Linked DNA regions of Rattus norvegicus: region 1 is linked to region 2. The links are chromatin contacts, called in public Hi-C maps. All regions are on one chromosome and are shown on one strand. Each heading gives the region's core, a stretch centred on a gene start, on an enhancer-like site or on the middle of the called end of the contact. The rest is flanking DNA. Distances are from core to core; before and after follow the strand shown. Region 1 has its middle 41 kb from the start of Tmem170b. Region 2 has its middle 110 kb from the start of Tmem170b.

Region 1 (3,253 bases), core at 339-2,838, 69 kb after region 2:
CACAGGCCTCCAAGGCTTACCAGAGTCCAGACAAGGACTGCTGTAGTCACTGTAGGGCGGCTCTCAGAACAGACTTTGTTTAATCAGCTGCCCGAGTCCCATGAAAGACCTTTGTTTAACAAGTAAGTAAATGTATTCTGGACAGAAAAGCAGAAGCAAAACACACATTGAGGTTTTTCCCCGTGGAAGAATGCTTTCCCAGTGTGCACCAAGCCCTGCATTGCAACCCAAACAGGAGCAACATGTCCCCTAAACGAACAACAAAAGTACTTTCCAAGTAAGATCAGACGGGGAAAATAAAATAAAGTGTGTTAAAGAGGGTTGAAGGAAATTTTGGGAAACAATGTAATTACTACTCTGCCCATAATAGCAACTTTTATATTTTCTCTAGGCACACGTATACACAGGGGTGAGGTGGGGGAACTTAATGATTTAGATTTGAATTTCTCCTGCCTTCTCATTGACCTTGAAAAACGAAGTAGCTCAGGTTACACAACCTTGAACTAAGCAGAGACTAAAGCTTCACAGTGCTAGTGTTGAGCATACAGTTGGGGCTACAGCTTGAGTTTAGGTTGGTGTTGGGTTCACAGTGACAGATCCGTCCCAGCCTAGGGAAGTAAGAGAACACACCTGTTCAGATGGTGTTACATGAACAGCTTCAGCTCGAACTCTGAGAAGAGAAGGGAAGTTCATCTACACTGGAGAAGTAGACCAACAGACACATTAGAGTTAAAATGGAGTCTCACATACATGGAGGTCAGACCAGAAAGAGAACCAGGTTTCTCCTTCAGGAAAAATCCCACCCATTTCTGTAAGGTGTCCTAATACTTTTTTGTATCACTGTTTAGAGTCACCCCATGGCACCAGTGTCAACATAAAGGGACAAGGAAGGAACGGCAGGCTTATGAGAACTCTCAGGTCCTCTTCTCGAGGTGTCCTGACCACAGCTGGAAGCAACTCCCGTGTTTATCTGCAGTCCCTACAGAGCCCAGAGCACACTGTGTAATGCGCTGTGTGCCTTTCAAGTCGGAAGCTCTGTACATAAAAGCACTTACCCTTCGGGGGTCCCAGCTATAGTTATTTCTGTACAACCATCAACAAAGCCATTAGCCACAGGATCTGAGGTGGCTGCTGACCTGGTACGGCGGACAGGCACGGCATGCTTGTCCTTCAGGGGACCTCACTGAAGTCACTGCTGTGGCTTCCTCAGCTTGGACATATTTGGTCTAGGGAATGCAAGGAATTTGCTGGCTGAGCAACTTCACCCATTCTGCTTTGTAAGGCTCCTCTCCATAACTGTTTCTAAAAAAAGAAGAAAAATCCCCCAGCAGGCTCTGTGGCAGAAGTAGCACCCTGGTCAAGGGGACAGTTTAAATGTGAAAGAAATTTCTCAAAACTGCACCACACTTACTCCAGAACCAGAATCTGGTCCTTGCTTCGCCTAATTATCACTCCCTAGAATTACTGCCTACCTGTCCTGAAGACAAATGGCTAATGGGAGTTCTTCCTGGTTTACTGATGTTTAAACTGAGAGTCCCAGAAGCTGAACATGGCCATGTTGAAGCACTGGGTGGCAGACCAGGACTTGGCAGGCAATTGTCATGGTGCTGTAAGGTTGTGTAATATTGGTGGTGTATTCTTCTCCCAGATACTGTGTAACCGTCACTACCTTCCTACTATATTCAATTTGATAAAATATCCTTAGGCATTAAGTCTGGATTTAAGAAAAATACATAAATCAAGGTCAGGCTAATGACATAGTTAAAAAAAAAGTAGTATTATTACAATTAGTGTGATATTTTTTATTTGTAAATAACCCCCAACACTGTATCTTAAACCTTCTTCAGAAAGTAAAAATTGGGTTAGTGTCATGTAGAAACCATGCTTTCCCTCATTTAATTTACTCACTTATGAGTTCAAACAAACAAACAAACAAACAAACAAAAATTAGCCGCATCTTAAGGGAATAAGCCCAAACTAAATTAATTTGGGTGCCTAAGTGGAAAAAGGTGGAACACTTTTGCCATCTAGTGACAGAATGTGGCCTGGCAACTAAACCAGCCAACACAATTCCTTTCTACAAACTCTCCTCAGGACTATGAGCCCAGAAATGGCTCTGGTGACAAATTAATGGTGGTGGTGGTGGTGATGATGGTGATGGTGGTGGTGGTGGTGATGGTGATGATGGTGGTGGTGGTGGTGATGGTGATGATGGTGGTGGTGGTGGTGATGGTGATGATGGTGGTGGTGGTGGTGGTGATGGTGATGATGGTGGTGGTGGTGATGGTGATGATGATGGTGATGATGATGATGGTGATGGTGGTGGTGATGATGATGGTGATGGTGGTGGTGGTGGTGATGGTGGTGGTGGTGGTGGTGATGATGATGATTTCAGTGCAAGGAGACAGTCTCAAGAGGTTTAGATGCTTCTCAAGTGTTTCTGGAGGTAGACCCAATTTTTCTTTGAAAGATGCACCATGGGTCTTGTTGAGTTCCTTCATTTTGCCTAAAACCACAGTCATCATTTTATGAATTAACCAGGGTTGGAAGTGCACACACAATCAGTAAGCCTGAGGTGTTTTCTCCTGTCTGAACAGGACTTGTTCTTCACAAGGCTTGGAATCGGACTCGTAACTTTTTTCTTGGTTCTCTGTCTCTGATCTTGTCTGAAATCTAGGGTCTTCTCACAATGCTCAGCAGATATAAAATATGTAAAGATACTTACCCTGCTTCAAAAACTTCAAAATATTACTTTGAGCCCAAGAAATTACAAAGTAATAAGCTTCGTGTGCATTTGTGGAAGATGTACTTTGTCTCATGTTTCTGTTTCATTTGATTGGGTTCATGGTCTGTGTGGAAAGGTATTTACTTAGGAAATTTGGAATTCATGTGGCGGGATGAGAACGTTTTCTGTTACAAAAAAAGAGGAAAGTACACTTCAGTTTAGTAAATGTAGGAGTTAAATGAACACCAGTGTACTCGAGAACTGTACAGCCTGGGCATTATAGAATTCGGTTAGGTTTTGTTCCAGTGACATTCACAGGGTGTGGCTCTCTGCTCCCTTCTCAAGAGGATGGTCGTTAGCTTGGTGTGTCCCTCAGAAATCTTTTAAAAACCCAAATTCCAACTAGACTTTGACTCCTGAGGTTCCATAAAGCCACGTATGTGTGTCAAGGTCGCCTTCCTATTCCTCTCCATTTATATTTGAACTTTCTCCACCATATGGGTTCTAGAGATTGAATTCGGGCCATGA
Region 2 (3,312 bases), core at 288-2,787:
TGCCTTAAACAATTTTATGCAAAGAACAACAGGAGCTTTATACCTGTGGTGTTGTATTGGTGATAGGAAAGTGTTTTGATTTCCTAGCTCAGATCCTCCGATGCAGGATGCTCAATTTACAGTGACCAGAGGGATTATTTCTAAATTATGGTCAATTCACAGACCCAAATCCCCTTAGTGAAGGAGAAAAGAATGCATACAAGGCTTTACTTTTTCAGATATGTGTGATGACTTTTCATAGTGGCTGTCCCTAAAGGTACTCATGTCCATTTGTATTAACTCGTTGCCTTGGAGACAGTTAAATACTCAAACATTTTTGGAAAATGTTTTTGCACCAATTTAACTCCAAGCTAACAATATCACAGACTACACAAAAGCAGCCAGCAGAGTGTTCTCTCTCTCTCTCTCTCTCTCTCTCTCTCTCTCTCTCTCTCTTTCTCTCTCTCTCATGCGTGTGTGTCTGCGTGTGTGTGTGCGAGTCTGCGTGTGTGTGTGTGTGTGTGAGTGTGTGTGTGTGTTGTACATTTGCCTTAAGAGTGCGAGAATCATGATGAGTCTTCACTTACACAACAGAGGCCACTCTCTCCCCCAATACTCTATCTCTTCCTGTGGCCATCCCAGTGTCTCTCACCTCCTATCTCTCCTTCCATCTCCAGGTCTTAGAACTTTCTAGTCTCTGGTCTGAGTATTCTCCCTAACCCTTTACCCAGCTCATTCCTCCTCAGCCTTCGAATTCCCCGCCCCAGGAACACTGCCCCCCTCAATCAAGTCTGTAAACCCAGATTAGTCTCCACAACACCCCAGGGCCGTGTTCCTTCCTCCAAAGCAACCTACCCGGGTTTGCTTCTCTAGGTTTCTGAGGTGACTTGATGAGGAGCTGGTTTTTTCCCTAGACTAGAATCTTCTGTAAGCACAGCACTGGGCATGGTGGACACAAAGCAAACAGTCATTGAAAGAACAAATGAACCTTTTTACTACATTTTTAAAGTTTAATAAGGATGGGAACTTGACGTAGATCGGTCAGGATGTGTTAGAACAGTTAGCATCACAGCATTCTCTTCTGGTGACCCTGAACAGGGGCAATGAAAAGTAATGGCGGTCGCCTCAGGCATCTCAAAGAGGGCATGCGCTACTCCAGAACAGCGCTCCATCAGTTAGATAGCCTAGAGTCGGCTCTTTTCCAAATAGCAAAAGCATAGCCACATGGCACAAGCTGGGTCGGGCTCCTCAGCACCAAGGTCCACGCTGCGGGCCCAAAAAAGCTGATAGGAGTTTGTGGGCCGAGAAATTGGATTGTAATTAGGATGCGAAACTCAATGGAGTTTTCTTTCCAGTCCTTAATCTCATCTGCACTTTCCTTTTAACAAATTTTGTGGCAATAACTCACCCTGCGCTTCCACGGTCGACTGCCAAGAGCTCCCTGGTAAGAAAGGCTCCTGCTTGCAGCGTTTTTTGGTGAATGCCCTCTGAGCCACTCACTTAAAAGGCTCCTTTTTGCTAGAAGAGGCTGCTGACGAGGCTTTTCGTCAAGCACAGGGTTGTCCTAATAAAAACGTCTGCTGCCATCTGCTGGCCAAACTGACACCGACACGTTGGTCTGGCCTGAACAAACCCCAATGTAGGTCATTTGCCAAAATTAGCATAATACAGAGGATTTGCATTGCCCGCTCCTTAGTGAAAAAGTTGCCGCCTCTGTTCTTGCAATTGGGAGAGCATTTGTTCTCCTAAACACACAGCTTTCTTTAATTGTCTTCAAAAGAAATACATTTTGTGCAAGGTTCATTTTTGAGCTAAAAGAAAGATGGGGGGGGGGTTTATAAATAATTAATTTCACAAAATAGAAGTAGAGAGAGTTGTCCAGACATCCTCTAGGCCCTTCCAACTCTAACATAGGATTCCAAGGAAGTCTGAGGCCACTCCTCATGTGTCTGGCCCACAGTGAGTGCATACTAATGTAGTTAGTTTTGACTTCAAGAACTTCCCTGCATTCCTCATCCTTGACTAAAGCCCAGATAGACCCACATATCTGTCTGAAGATACGGCCAACTGAGTCGTACTTCTTAACCTTCCACGCCTGAGTGTGAGGAAAATGGGAGAGATGATGTCTGATATCCTCACAGGCCCTGAGATTCCAACTGACTGCTTGAATCAGTACAAATTCCGCATCAGAGAAATTCACGCCCTCATCTACAAGATCGATAAGATCAGCTATGTGCAAAATAATCTGCACATGTGTGGGCATGTGCAGAACAGAGAGCAAAACCAATTTTCATGGAATATGTCAGTCTATGTGAAGGCAAGGTCTGTCTGCCTCACACTCTAGAGAGAAACTGGCTGTGAAGGCATCCTCTAGGATACCGGCACCCTTTAACGACCAAAGGAAACATAGCTCTAACTGCCAGTGCAGAAAAACAGCCAGGGGGTACTGTGGCGTTCCTTGCTCCACTGGGTTCATCACCAGAATTCAGGTCAGTCTGAAGGGCCCTCAGGTGATCCCACTGAAAAGTCTTTATACTGGGGAATGAATAGGAACCTGAAAGTCTATGCGACATCATGGGGTAGGGGGTGTATGAGTTAGCGCCTAATTGGGGGGCAGGGAGATAATAATCTGTTCTCAGCCTCTCCTCCAGGTGATATAAAGCTGCCAGGTGACGGGAGGGACAGTAATGAGTCAATACATATAATTGAGTATCTCCCCCCTTCAAGGAAATAAAGCCCTTAATGTGAAAGGCCCGGGATGATAGGTGGTAAGCCCAACACAGGGAAGCATCATTACAGTCATTACTGACATCTGTGTCACATACATGTGACCTCTTCAGGCCCCAGCACTCTTCAGTGTAAGGCATGTGGACTGTGGGGATAGCCCACATGCATGGAGTTACACTCACAGCCCTCTCCAGATTGCAACTCTAAGGCCCTCTGACAAGTCCCTAGTACCTCCCCATTCTTGATCAAATATATGTTGGAACCACGTTAAGTGTGCAGATACCCTGGACTGGTTTTAGGGGTGTGTGTGTGTGTGTGTGTGTGTGTGTGTGTGTGTGTGTGTGTGTGTTGTAAGACAGCATGTACCCTGCGAGGGAACTTTTAGGTGAAACTTCCCATCCACTGCCTATGGCACGCTTGGGCAAGCCCAGGATTAAATAAAAACAGGTGCATCTGGGGAAAGGGTGTGCACAACTAACAAAGGCTTGCATAGCCCATGCCTGTCAATCAGACATAAAACCACCCACACCACACCCACCAACCACCTCTTCCTTCTGCCCCTGTGAAAGCACAAACAGCCTGGGAAGTAACCGAGGACTTGTGGAG

The links. Hi-C and Micro-C count contacts between places; a contact is called where the count stands out from the background.
Region 1: a Hi-C map of the A7r5 cell line shows a contact between it and region 2, with 6 times the contacts expected there. The contact joins two enhancer-like sites. A contact is called at or near these places in 4 of 12 Hi-C or Micro-C datasets (the A7r5 cell line, the Rat2 cell line, Schwann cells and 1 more).

Annotation. Positions count from the first base shown.
Region 1 is chr17:23,333,058-23,336,310 of GRCr8, forward strand. No RefSeq gene overlaps it. Among named protein-coding and RNA genes, the nearest start is that of Tmem170b, 41 kb to the right of the region's middle. Within about 2 kb of position 1,589, at least 30 of the 93 cell types and tissues checked have an H3K27ac peak or open chromatin away from gene starts, as enhancers often do. A contact at or near this core is called in the A7r5 cell line, where this site is marked.
Region 2 is chr17:23,264,069-23,267,380 of GRCr8, forward strand. No RefSeq gene overlaps it. Among named protein-coding and RNA genes, the nearest start is that of Tmem170b, 110 kb to the right of the region's middle. Within about 2 kb of position 1,538, at least 22 of the 93 cell types and tissues checked have an H3K27ac peak or open chromatin away from gene starts, as enhancers often do. A contact at or near this core is called in the A7r5 cell line, where this site is marked.